Linked DNA regions of Hordeum vulgare: region 1 is linked to region 2. A link is a contact called in public Hi-C data. All regions are on one chromosome and are shown on one strand. The core of a region is the stretch at or near the end of the contact, and the rest is flanking DNA. Distances in the headings are between cores, read along the strand shown.

Region 1 (3,189 bases), core at 4-2,503, 200 kb before region 2:
CGTGAGGAAGTTGCGGATTCCCGCGATCGCCTACCCGAGCTCCTGAAGTACCGCAGTCATCTCTACCGGCGTGAAGACGATGGATGCAGTGGCGGGTGGTGGCGCGTCGGTGATCGGCCCTGAGTGGGCTCGCGGCGTGGTGGTGACAGGTGGCGGTTGGGAGGCGGTAGACAGAGGGGCAAACATGATCGGGCCTGAGACAGCTGATACCAGATTGATAAAAGGTGGCTTCCTACAAAGCGTATGCGTAGGTTATATGGATGGCTAGTGGGTTGGGGGAGAGTGTGGGCGCGAGCAACTTTTCAAACCACTTTGGAGACCAACGTTGCATAATGATGTGCATATAGGTTACCCGATGATTTTCGGGCTCCTTTGCACCGCTTTGTTCTGTCATCGTGGAAGATAGATCTCTTGCAAAGTGGCAACTCTATGCACCGACTAACTAGAATCTGATATACCTATTTTGGTGTCTATTTTAACTAGTAGGTCATATATTCCGTTGCTGCAATTCCTCCATCATGAGGAAATGAATCTTGCGTCTTCCTCCAACAACCAAGTACCACCACTTTGTGCCAGGAACAAAAAGGAAGAGTCGAACCAATTGGATAAATCATCATGATGCCAAAATGCGATACTCATATTCCAAATTCTTGCTGAAAGTAATGCTTCGATCGGATTCAATATTTTCTTTAGTAACTGCCGAATCGTTCCAAAGGGGGATTAAAGACCAGTTAGATAGCGTATATAGCTAGAGCAAGGTGCTGGTCTTTGATTCACGAGTCAGGATATATTATTTTATTAACCCATCCGTATCGATATATGTAAATTGTTATGCAAAAGAATATATTCACAATAAGCTAGTTTGTTACTCCTTCCGCTTCTAAATATAAATCTTTTAAAATATTTCACTAGAGGTTTACATACGAAACAAAATGAATGAATTGGTAAAACCTTTAAAAAAATTATATTTAAAGACGGAGAGAGTACAAAAGAACATTATCCACGCTTAAAACAGTTACAGCTGGCTGGTGTGAATTTGCAGTTGGGCTCGACCAGAGAGCTAGCGCTCAGTTCTGGCCCCCTCTCCATCAACCTGGCCCGTGAGAACCCTAACCCAATTAGTTACATATATGAAAACCACTCAAGATAATTTACATATATGAAAAACAGAAGAAGGTCGACTAAACCTTGGTCGCCAGAAATATAAAAAATCGACGGCCGAAGCGGATGCACGTCAACCCTTTGCCGCATACCACTGACCGAACAGTCGTTTGTCACACGTCCTGGCTCGCTCTTTCAAGGACGTCGTGGCCTCTGTTGTCTCCGGCTCAGTTTTTCTTTTTTCCGGCTGTCTCTGGTTCAAGTTGACACACAATCAACTTGAGCCATAGAAATACTTTCTCTGTATTCATTTTTTTAACAAGTATTTGTAAACAAAGAAAATGATTTTCAGGTGTGTGTCAAATACATGTGATATATAAAACATTCTTTTGTGTTTTAAAAGTGCATTTGCATCGAAACGTTCCCAAGGAATCTGCTTCCATTGCACGAACTTTGATATATACTTTTCTATCCGTATATCCATGGCCAGCACATATCTGCATGCAAATCACACCGAAACTAGCGAAACAGAGAAGAAAGCGCCAGTTTCTCTTGTGAGAAAATAAAGTGGTTATGTCTCTGTCTACTTTTCAGTCTTTAACCCTACCTCCAATACTACGTGATTGAAACCGTCGTTCTTGTTCTCTTCCTCCGCTGCTGAAATCAGTGTAGTTGTTCAAGTCAAATGCGTTGAGCGCGTCCGGCATGTCGAGAAAACTTGCTTAACATTTATCGGAGTCGGGCAGTCGAGTCGTCAGATGTGATGTAAATCAACGCGCACGTATATCCTTTTAGTTTAGTCTGCCGAGAATTTGGCTTGTTCCGATATGAAAGGCTAACTAACTTGTTAGTCAAAACATCATGTCCTTGACCAAAACCATGGTCTCTGTATATTTACTCAAACCTGAAACGTCCATGCATACGTATATCCGTAATAATCACAAAAAGGTACCCATCATACGCGTACTAATTTATAATTGTACATGCCGCCAACTTTGATTCAAATTTGGCAGGAGAACAAAGACGTAACAAGATTTGAGTATCATCATTCCCCGCAAAAAAAAAAATTAAAAAAAAAATGAGTATCATCATTATGTCAGGAAACTCTAACAGTTGGTAAAGTCAGCCGGCTCATTTTCCCTTTCACATGCAAGCGCATATTTACAATTAAACAAAGGGTCCACCTATTTGAGATAGAGAAAAACGATCACATCTCTCGTACTTAAAAAGCGAGTTTGTAGTCTCGCTCATTCCGGCCAACCCCTCGTCAAACACTAAATTACGTCAAACGCAACCAATTTAAACGGCCCATATGACATGTGTATTAAGTCAATTAAATTGATAATTTTTCAAAACAACGTCTTGCATTAACTCATTTAAATTAAATCTTTAGAAAATCACAGTTAAATCAAAAATTTCCCTCCCGTCACTACTCATGCAAATAAAATCTTACTAAACAACTATAGTCAAAGTTAGCCCGCAGGATTTGCACCCTTTGCAGGAGAGCAAACGAGACAAAGCATCTTCTTTACTTCAAATGCCGATTCATTATGGGCACCTCGTGAATTGTAAAAGAGTGGTTGAGATTGAGGGCGTTGGACATGCAAACATGGAGGTCGGAGCGCGACACCAAACGGTGGTGGACGAGCATGTCAAAGCGAAACACAGCAAACGGATGCTTGTATGTTGGATCATCTGAAATGAGAGAAATGCCATGGTCTTTCGGAAGAAATCAATGCCACCTTTTTACATTTTAAAAATCATTGAGGACGAGGCCAAGACGTGAGCAACAGACAAAGCGAAGCACATCAGCAATATCATGCCGCGAAATTAGTACTTTGTCATATGTCTATCCGATGAACTAAGATGTATTACCATTTCTCTATACCTAAAACTCTCCCTCTTAATTAATACATGAGGCAAATCATTTGCCTCCGTTTTCAAAAAAAAAAAAAAGTTGGCTCGCACATTTGACGCGTGGGTGCATGTATTTTATTGTTTTTTTTCTATTCTTTGTTTTTTGCTTTTCTTTTTCTTCGGTTCATTTTGTATATGACATATCTATTATTTTGTGCTCCACGTCTTTAC
Region 2 (2,889 bases), core at 359-2,858:
AAAAAATGATGGAGAAATTCAACATTTGCTCGTTTTGATAAAAAAAGGAGAAAAAAGGAAAACAGGAAGAAAAACGAGCCAAAAAATAAAAAAAGAGAAAAAAAGGGAAAATAAAAAAACGAAATTGTACAACTTATTTAGAAAAAAAAAGTTGGGCTGGCCCAGTAAGGCGTCCTCTGTATGTGGGACCGTCCCCTGCCGCAGCGAGCGGCAGCTAGGAGTTCCCTCACTCGCGAGCGCGACAGATATATGTCGTCCATACCGATTCCACATAGGAATCGCCCACGGGCGACACAGTTCCAGTCGCGTCGTGTCGCATTAGCTGTGTCACCAGACAGCTTCAGTTGCGTCGTGTTTAGTCGCTGACCATTGATTATTCGTCTTTCAGTTGTTGTTTTCTCGGTTTTATTTTTTTCTTCACCGGCATTCTTCATTTTTCATTCTTTGTTCACTATGTTTTCAGTTTTGTTTGTTTTTATGCACTGGTTACCTTTATTTTCTTTTTCTGTTTTTCTATTTATATTTATTTTATTTTTGTTTTTCGGTCTTTTATTTCGTTGTTGGGATTTTTTCCTTTTTTTCAACACATATCTACTTTGTCATACATGTAATATAATATTTAATACTCGTTTCATATATTTCAAATACATATTTAACAATTTTACCAAAACATGTTGTGAATATTCCTTTTCAAATCCGTGTTCAAACATTTTTTTCAATACGTGCTCAATATTTTTCTGAGTGATAAAAAAATCTAATTTTTACTATGCAAACATATTTGTAAACTGTACGATTACTTTTGAAAATGTCACGAATATATTATTTAAACTTGACAATCATTTATTAAATGTCACATACTATTATTTTGAATGTACGAAACATTTTCATGAAACACACAGAATTTGTTTAGGTTTTATAAGCATTTTCTAAATTTCAGTACAAATTTTTAAGCATATGACATTTTAAAATTGTCACAGACTTTTTTCATACACATGGTTAAAACTTTTTGGTACACATTATTAAAATTTCTAGTTTTTTCAATCATGTTATACATATCCCGTATACACCTAAAATATGTTTCAAATACTGTATACTACGCGTACATTCTCATAAATTTGATAAATAGTACATACAACATATAAAACTCAAGTGGTGGTAACTACCATCGGGTTATAGAAAACATTTGTATATATGTTTAAAGTGTTCCAAAATATAAACAAAATTAATAAGAACAAAAAAGTTAAAGGAAAAAAGGATGACGCCTTATTGCTACAGGGCAGGGCCAGTTTGGGCTCGATGCAGGCGAGCCGTGCCTGAGCATCGGACAAAGCGGCAGCCGCGCCTGAGCCTCCAGCTTACATTGTTTGGTCTGGCCCACGTAAGCAGCCGCCCATGCTTTGGTTTAGAAATGGCACGTCGACCTCCTATGCATGAAACAAGAAAACAACAAAACAAAATTTAATCGCTACACGACCGCGGCGTACTAATAGCAGATATGTCTCTAGATAGGACTGGCTCAATTGTCGCAAGGCATGAAATGGGGCGGCTTTTGCTTTGCCTCATGGGCAACATTCATCATCTATTCCCTACATGGCACGGAGGAAAGGAAGAAATCGAGCCCCCCCTCCCCAACCCACACACACACCCCTCCCCATCTCCGTGTTATGGACAGCCCAAGTGCGGGGCGGACACACAACTTTTTTGGTTTCTTTGTTTAACTTAAAAAAACATCACGGATTCCAATATCAAAAAAGTTTGGGATGCAAAAATAGAAATTCAAAAATTTACATGTATTTGAAATTTTTAAAAAAGTGCGGGGCGGACACACAACTTTTTATAAAAAAATTTAAATTTAAAAAATGATCAAGATTCATAAAATGTAATCGAAATTATTAAGATGGTTAAAGAATTTGAAATGTTCTAGGATCGAAAAATAAGTATTGGATTTAAAAAATGTTCTTGGAGATCAATATTCTAAATTTCAGAAAAAAAAATCTATTGAAGAATGTTATGAATTTCAAAAAAACTATCGCGTATTTTAAAAAGATACTCTGGTTCACAAAAAAATTCACAAATTTGAATAGTTCCCGTATTTCATAGAATGTTAAGGATTCAAAACAATGCTCATGAATCTACACAGTATTTAAAAATATTAAAAAATATTCATGCAATCAGAAAAGTTCAAGAATTCAAACGAATTCAAGATATAAACAAATCAAAACATGTTCGCCGAATTAGAAAGAAATCCTATAATTGCAAAATTATTTGAGAATTTTACAATTAAAAAACATTAAAATGAAATGAAAAAAAATAAAGAGGAAAGACAACAAAACCGGAAATAAAAAACTAAAAGAAGGAAGGAAAATGTAAAAGATCAAAAGAAAACACATGGCATACCGTGAGATGCCCATTTTCTTTCTATTTTTTATATGTTCAAATATTCTAAATATAAATACAAAACTAATTTTCTTAATTCCCTAAAAACGTTCACTTCCCACTAAGAAAAATGTTTGTGCAGTGTTGACAATATATGTGCAACTTTTCAAAATTGTTGATAGCATTAAAAAATTATTCACGCATTTTATGGAAATGATATGACAATTGTTTTTGAATTTTATTAACACAATAAAAAATATATTATTCATTCATTGAAAAAACATTGTATGCGTTTCAAAAAATATATTCATCAGATTTTTTGAAGATGTTTATGCAAAGAAAAAACTATTTTCATAGTTTGGACAAATGTTTCATATCCTTAAGACAACGTTTCTAATAAATGTTCACCCGTTCTAAGAAAATGATTGTGACATTGTAAAAGACTTTATATAGTGTAAAAGAAATGTCCATGTAGATTAAAAATGATTCATAGCTTTCAAAAGAATGTTCAAT

The links. A called contact is a pair of places that touch in the nucleus more often than the background predicts.
Region 1: a Hi-C map of leaf shows a contact between it and region 2, with 2.0 times the contacts expected there. The contact joins two enhancer-like sites. A contact is called at or near these places in 2 of 6 Hi-C or Micro-C datasets (leaf and seedling).

Annotation. Positions count from the first base shown.
Region 1 is chr6H:180,553,960-180,557,148 of MorexV3_pseudomolecules_assembly, reverse strand. No RefSeq gene overlaps it. Among protein-coding and RNA genes, the nearest start is that of LOC123404091, 80 kb to the left of the region's middle. Within about 2 kb of position 1,253, at least 1 of the 3 cell types and tissues checked has open chromatin away from gene starts, as enhancers often do. A contact at or near this core is called in leaf, where this site is marked.
Region 2 is chr6H:180,350,195-180,353,083 of MorexV3_pseudomolecules_assembly, reverse strand. No RefSeq gene overlaps it. Among protein-coding and RNA genes, the nearest start is that of LOC123402382, 230 kb to the right of the region's middle. Within about 2 kb of position 1,608, at least 3 of the 3 cell types and tissues checked have open chromatin away from gene starts, as enhancers often do. A contact at or near this core is called in leaf, where this site is marked.